2 separate regions of the Danio rerio genome follow, and region 2 is linked to region 1. A link is a contact called in public Hi-C data. All regions are on one chromosome and are shown on one strand. Each heading gives the region's core, a stretch centred on a gene start, on an enhancer-like site or on the middle of the called end of the contact. The rest is flanking DNA. Distances are from core to core; before and after follow the strand shown. Region 1 holds the start of dynll2b (dynein, light chain, LC8-type 2b). Region 2 holds the start of aldocb (aldolase C, fructose-bisphosphate, b).

Region 1 (3,647 bases), core at 814-3,313:
GTTTCCCTTGCTTATTCTTTTATTCTTTAGAAATGAGTATTGAATCTTGCACAATAAAGGTATAAACATGAAATGTCCACATTAAACAGTTCTGTAGCTGGGGGGTTTGAGTGATTCAGAAGACTCACCCCTCACTAACAAAGTTCCAGAATGTTTTGTCCTAATCATGAGCTCGTTTGTTCGATTGATTTTGGAAATAACCCATCGAAAAAGACCAAGCAGAATTCTGTCGGTACTGATTTGGGACCCTAATTTGGCACTGCATGACTCCCTACGCCAAATTCAACAACCCAAATTCTGACTGAGGAATAATTAATGTGCTGTGCTGGCGTGTCCTTTTTTTCCTAATGATATATGATGCAATACATTTGTATTTTAAAAATAAGTACTGCTTTCATATTTCTTTATTTTGAATCTTTAGGCACATCAGAAATCCAACAAGCTAATTCAGCTAAAAATAGTGCTTAAAATGCAGTATTAAAAATCTCATTATTGAATATAAAATGAGGTGAATGTCTGCAAAAGGTCCACTTTTTAAGAAGAAAAAAAAAACTCCTTTCACCAGGCTGGCTATGAGCCTCTTTAATTTATAAAGCTATTTTACATGTTGATGCAAGTGTCTACTTCATGATTTCTCTTGCGTTGTATTCTCATTAAGCTGTAACAGATGTGGTTATGTAAAAAAAAAGCATCTTTATTCTGATCAAACATGACAATTGTATTATGTTTTAATGATTAAGAACATCTTGCTAACAAAAGTTTGTGTAATGGTTTGTAGGATAGTGTCAAACTATAAAGAATTAAAAGGAAGATTGTTTGGCATTTTACAGCATGATCAGTGGTATTTATACACATACCTTTCTCAGCATGTAAAGTACACCTCTCATAAATCTATCTTTTCAATTCATATTTTTAATATGAAGTTATACAATATTATATTTGTGCATATATAGATTAGTCAGTACTGACGCCAAATTTGGAGCTTATCTAACAAAATAACCTGCGATAATGGTCCAAAAGCTAGTGCACCCAAATTTAGATATTATAATAAAATATTTGATACATATTTTAAAAGGATTTTAAAAAATCATTAGAAGCAAAAAATGTTGTTGAAATTTTATAGTTTGTAAATTATTTTTTAAATAGTTAGCTTGATATTTAATTGTATTATCTTTCATTTTGTAAATATGTTTGGCGACAAATATTGTTTTAATAAATATGTTTAGTAAATCTGTTTTTTTTTAATGCACCAAAATACACTGCGCAAATTCACTGAGAGATGGATAAAAATATTAATTTTCAAAATGGGGTGAAATGAATTATGCTGAGCACTGTATACATGCATGGCAGATTTTTTTAAGTACATAAGCAGTTCACACTGACATTTTAGTTGGTACTGGAAATTATTGTAAATGTATGACATGAAAAAAATGCGATTTATTTAGTGTACTCTGACCTGTAGTGTAAATAATTTAATAATTGTTAAATAATAAGTATCTTTTATTTTGTCTTTGTAGACTAGTTTGCAAGAATATAACTTGCATAAATGGTGAAGCTGCTGTTGGTTAATTACAGTAAGGAAAATGTATTTAACATTTGCCCATGATAACATCTAAAATGTGGGCAGTCAGAAGTATTTTACTATATAGAACGATTTTTTTTTTTCATTTAGACTAATTGGCAGTTGTGTCAAACTAAGAAGTAATAAAATTGGTCAGTTCACAAATGTGAGCAATCAACATAAGGAAATCCTTTTCATAAACCACTAAATCGCATCCAACCTTGTATTTTACAGTGTGGTAAACAAATGGAGTAATATTAAACCTCACAGGAATCGATACCTTTGCCCTCAGGATGTAGGACTGTGAATCCAGACGGGCCCAGGTGCATTGTGGGCCGAAATAAAATGCGGGCAGTGTGAAGCTAGTGGAAAACGCTCGTAACACGCGGGGAGAGGCTCGGCGTCCGCCAATCAGAAGGCCGGTGCAGTGCGGTGGGCGGGGCTTTCTCAGGTTTCGTGACGCGAAGTTGGCTGCGAGTTACGAGCGCCGCCGCATGGGTTGAGTTACGGCTCAAATAGTGGCTAGTGAAGTCAAGCGTGAACAGCGGCTCTCAAAGCCTTATCTAAACAGTATTCCAGTGTTAAAAGCATCAAAAGAGGGTGAGCACTGTTTTTGCCTACTATGCATGACCATATCGCTCGAGAATAAAAATAATGCATTTCAAAATGTACATGAATGTGGGGAAGTTTACTTATTGGTACTGTATTCAAATGAAGCATCGTGGACGCAGCTCTAGCGGCTACCTGTACTTTGCAGCAATTCTGCTTCCCCGTGTAAATCATTGTTGTAATAGTCGATTTTTTGAGAATCTTTTCAGAATGAATAATTAGGGCGGTGGCGTGCAATGAAAGTTAGAAGTGCTCGGCGTCTGAAGAAAAATGTTACGTAATTCTGCCAATCATGAGCGAGCTTTGAGAGCAGATGCTGAGTGAGGAGAACATCATCATCATCACCACCAACGTATGGCTCTGATGGACTGATCTGAATCCAGCCGAAGTCTCTTTAATTTTGACATGACTGTACTTGGGTAAAAGTTGCATATTTTTGCTTTGTAAAATTGGCCACAGCTCTCAACAAATAGTTCTCTCAGCCTTCTATGATTCCCTCACCATGACCTTATCAAAGGCAGACACCTGTGCTGTGTAAATTATTAATTGCACTTCACAGCATAATTTAGTTTCATTCTGCCCAATACAACTTAAAGCACCTTGATGCCTGTGTAACTGTTTAAGATCTTTAGTTATTTTATATATCAATTTAAAAGCACAGTATAGAAGTTTTTACCATAACAGTATTCACACACACACACACACACACACAAAAAACACTAGAACAGTCTTATATAGTTACTTGAATACTTTATCAAATATGTTTTGAAGATTGTTCAAATTCAGGGAAATAAACTTTTGACTAGTGACATTATGATGTCACACACCCTCGATTTTTAATTGATTTTGTAGAAAACGGGGAAACGCCAAAGATACTTAAATATGTTTAATATTAAGCTTCCCAGAGCCACATTATAACAGAATCCTAAAATAAATATAGTATGACTGATCGCTGATTCTTCCCCACATGTTCATGACCAGAAGAATCTAAAGCGCTGGACTGTGGCATATTAAAAAATCATTTGTTATTGTGCTGCTTTGCGCTCATCTCTCGTCAGTAATTGCTTCAGCATCCTTTTTTTGTTTTGAAAGCTTTCAACCTCATGGGCCGTTCACACCAAACATCATTTTCGGCTCTGCTCATTTTTAACGCGAGGCTTGCCACACTGCTTTTTTGTTTACTTTAGAATAGAGCAGTGTGCTGCATTTTTTTATGTTGCTAAGCAACCGGTTTTGGTGCTGGAGCACATGACATTGGGTGTGTTTTCAACTGCAGGCGCACAGAGCGCTCCATCAAAAATGCAAGGTGTCTGGTGTGCATATACAGAGTGTAAAACGCTCGCTACCTATAATAAAAAACTATTTTAACACCAAAGCCATTTAAAAAAAAAGATGCCTCTTACTTAAAATAAACACTTTCTCTGTTATTGAGGCTATACACTGCTTCATTTAGCTCATCCATGAATATTATTTCAAC
Region 2 (3,647 bases), core at 630-3,129, 75 kb before region 1:
GTGTGTATGGATGTTTCCCAGAGATGGGTTGCAGCTGAAAGGGCATCCGCTGCATAGAACACATGCTGGATAAGTTGGCGGTTCATTCCGCTGTGGCGACCCCGGATTAATAAAGTGACTAAGCTGAAAAGAAAATGAATGAATGAACTAAAAATTACAAGTTTGCAACAGAGTGGCACGGTACTCAGTGGTTAGCACTGTCGCCTCATAGCAAGAAGGTCGAAGAACCAGTTGGCATTTCAGTGTGGAGTTCGCATGTTTTTCCTATGTTCACGTGGGTTTCCTTCTGGTGCTCCGGTTTTCCCCACAGTCCAAAAACATGCAGTATAGGTGAATTGAATAAACTAATTTGGCCGTAGTGTATGAATGAGTGTGTACGGGTGTTTCCCAATACTGGGTTGCGTCTGAAAGATGTATGTAAAACATACGCTAGAATAGTTGACGATTCATTCCACTGTGATGACCTCTGAAATAGAGACTAAGCCGAGGAAAAAAGAATGAATGAAGTTTGCAACATCATGAAGCATAACAAGCTGTTTTTACAAGAACTAAAAAATCAATGGAAGTGAATGAGACCAGAAGTATTGAGGCAATCAGGTTCCAATGGCTTATGTGAAAGAATAAGATAAATAGCAGGGAAATTTGCAGTTCTTTAAACAAGTACGTACTTGTTTTGTTTTTAAATGTATCAGTGGTTATAAACCAGTCATGTGAATGAATGAAGCACTCATTAAAGCGATAGTTGCCTTTGACTTCCACACTCGTTTTTATTCCTACTGTGGATGTTAATATGGCTGCTTTTTCACCACCATTTCAGAATATCTTTTTGGGATTTTACAGAAGAAATTAATTCAAGTTTATAATCACTTGAGTGTGAGAAAATGGTAAGAAAATTTTCCTTTTTGGGTGAACTACCCCTTTTAAACTATCCCAAATAATTATTTCCATGACAGGTCCAATGCAGTCATTGTACTGGCACAAAAACACATACTTTAATTATCATGATCGACCCCTACTCAAAGACTGTAAAAACTGCATGCATCCCCTACTGCACGCATGCTTATAATAACATTAGCATCGCTGTACTCATCCTAGCATTAGCATAAAGACTGAAGCATACTTTGGGCTTAAAGGATACTCTGGGAAGTGAACTGTGGTTATGTGCTGTAATCATTTTCCTATTGGCTTTATTGTTCCTGCTGTTATTGTAAGCCCTGCTGAGGGCCTGTTTGGACCAATGCCCATGTATGCACGAATAACCTTCCTAAAATGTCCTTTCTTGTTTTACACCTAGATTGCCTGACACCAGGGATCCTTTATTAAATACTAACTAAAGAAAAGGGAAACAATGCAGTAAAATGTGTGTTTATTAATATTGCGATTATGTTGTTATTTCTAATTGCAAAATACTGCAATATTAGCATCTTCCATTATTCGTTAACAATCTCTCTCATATTTATGTTATATAGGTTGTAATAATAAATAAAATAGTTATTTATGTACAAAATATTTCTAAAACACTTTTTCATTAGTACAAGGAACCTTTTGTTTTTATATAACCCTTATTTCTTAGGTTTGTGTAAATAAATATTGCATGTTTTTCCAAAGGTAAAATAGTTATGCAAATATTCATCTACATTTTGCTCAGAATAACTAGCTGCGTTTTTAATTTGACTCTCAAAGGCCTACGTGCTAGTACAACACACCTCGTCCGATGTGATGTTGACGCTAGCAGTGACGCTCGACTCGAGCCAGGTCACTTTAAAGGTTCATGAATATTCAACGTTATTACAAGAAGGTCGTGACCAAAGCCACGCCCCATATGTGGGTTGATTTTTCTAAGCGGTCACGTTGCGTTGCGGCATTGTAACGGGAGGCTTTCGACAGCAGTGCAGCTTTTACATCCCTCTCTCTCTCCTAAGCAGGTAAGATATTGAATTCTTCATTTATAACTAAATATACACAATTATGGGAATAATGTAGCTTAGTTTGAATGACTTGTCATTTCACTGTTTTGTAAACAATCATTTAAATGAGGTTAAATATTTTTAATTCGTTTAAAATTTTATTTATTGTATGAAGTTTCAGCAGTGGAACAAATCTTATGTGCCAGATATCAAATATTAAAGTTAATACGTATCATCCGACAGGTGGTTGTCTGATAAGGCCTCCATCACAGTCTGAATAAAACTTAAACAAGTGTTTAACGTTACATCAGACACATCCATAACATAAACATGTTCTAGTTTCGTAATTTATCTGTAAAATATTCATATTTAAGGTTTATACTTTTAAAAAAGTCCTACATAAAGAGATAAACATCATAATGTTGACATTCATGACATTCAATGTCACCCTGAGCAGGGGTGAAGACTCATTACATCATCATCCTCATCCTTTTCCGTATGTTTGTTTAGAAAACGGCTAACAGAAAACTGGCAAGCCGAACCCATTGTTACACTGTTTACTTCACTAAAAATGCTAATAACGGCCTCATATGCATCTATAGAGATCGATACAGCATCTCGGATGCGGCAGATGTCTACTGAAGGGAGTGTGGCTGATCCGCACGTAGTCATTTCCCTCATCACTAACGTTATAGCTTTAGCCTAGCTGAGATGTGCTAATATTATGTTCTTTAAATGTTTTAAATGCATCCTTACTACATAGGAGGATGTCCGGAAATCATATTAAAATGACGCACATCTAAATGAAGGTGTGTCAGAGATATTTTTTTATGTCAAATGTCCCCATCGGTCGCGTTTACATTCTAATTTTACTGCTACGCAACTAGAACGCTCGCTCGCGTTGCGTCATCGCGTGGAAGAAGGTTTCTACTGAATCACGCGCTGACCATCATCATCATCATCTTCCTGTTGCGTCGTGTAGACGTGCTGAAGATGGTGTCTCTCCTCACTCAGGACACCGCAGGTACATGCGCGTGTAGTGTTGCTCAAGGTTAGACGAACTAAGCTGATGATGAAGACTAAGCCCAGGATGTACAGTCCTCTAAATTGTGTACTTGGCTAATTTGACCTTCTCTATTGTGTTTTTTTTTTCTTTGTATTTTTTGATGTCGTTGAATTTTCCAATGCTATTTTTTTTTGAAGATTATATGACATTTGTGGAGCTTATTATTGGGTTTTTTTTAGTTACTTGTCTCCATGGAGAAAATTATTTTAGAGTGGTTTTATTGAAAATTAATTATAAGTTCAATATAGTGCATTAGTGCCCACCCATTTTCCCCATTTTTTTTTTTTTCTTATGAAGATTTTTTTCTAGCATTAGCCATTAACCAAACCAACCATTAATGGATAAAAAAATCTAAATATTACAGACATGCTATTGAAGCAAAGTACTATGAAAATCAGCAGGAAGGCTGTGGTAAAAGATGATGTGCTTTATGGCTTTAATAGTGAAAAAAAATAAAGAGTTCATTTAAAGATGATGGTTGTGGAGACAGCCTTTTTAAAGTATCAATTTTATTGCAATATATGCATATCTGTGCATATATTTCAGTCATTTTTAGTGTGTCACATTACATTTTTTTTGGTGCAATGTGAGACAGGGCGGGGCTGCAAGTATCTTTATTTTAAACTTTTGCTAGCTGCAATTGGTGGGGTTTCTCATACAGCATTTCAGGTAAT

The links. Hi-C and Micro-C count contacts between places; a contact is called where the count stands out from the background.
Region 2: a contact with region 1 is called in a Hi-C map of hematopoietic stem cells, with 2.1 times the contacts expected there. The contact joins the promoter of aldocb here to the promoter of dynll2b in region 1. A contact is called at or near these places in 1 of 18 Hi-C or Micro-C datasets (hematopoietic stem cells) and 1 of 4 datasets of contacts at active chromatin or transcription factors (embryo).

The regions. Positions count from the first base shown.
Region 1 is chr21:42,842,395-42,846,041 of GRCz12tu, reverse strand. dynll2b (dynein, light chain, LC8-type 2b) reads left to right here and starts at 2,063. Exons shown (of 3, transcript NM_001030000.2): 1 at 2,063-2,161.
Region 2 is chr21:42,916,780-42,920,426 of GRCz12tu, reverse strand. It overlaps aldocb (aldolase C, fructose-bisphosphate, b), which reads left to right and starts at 1,879. Exons shown (of 9, transcript NM_194384.1): 1 at 1,879-1,925.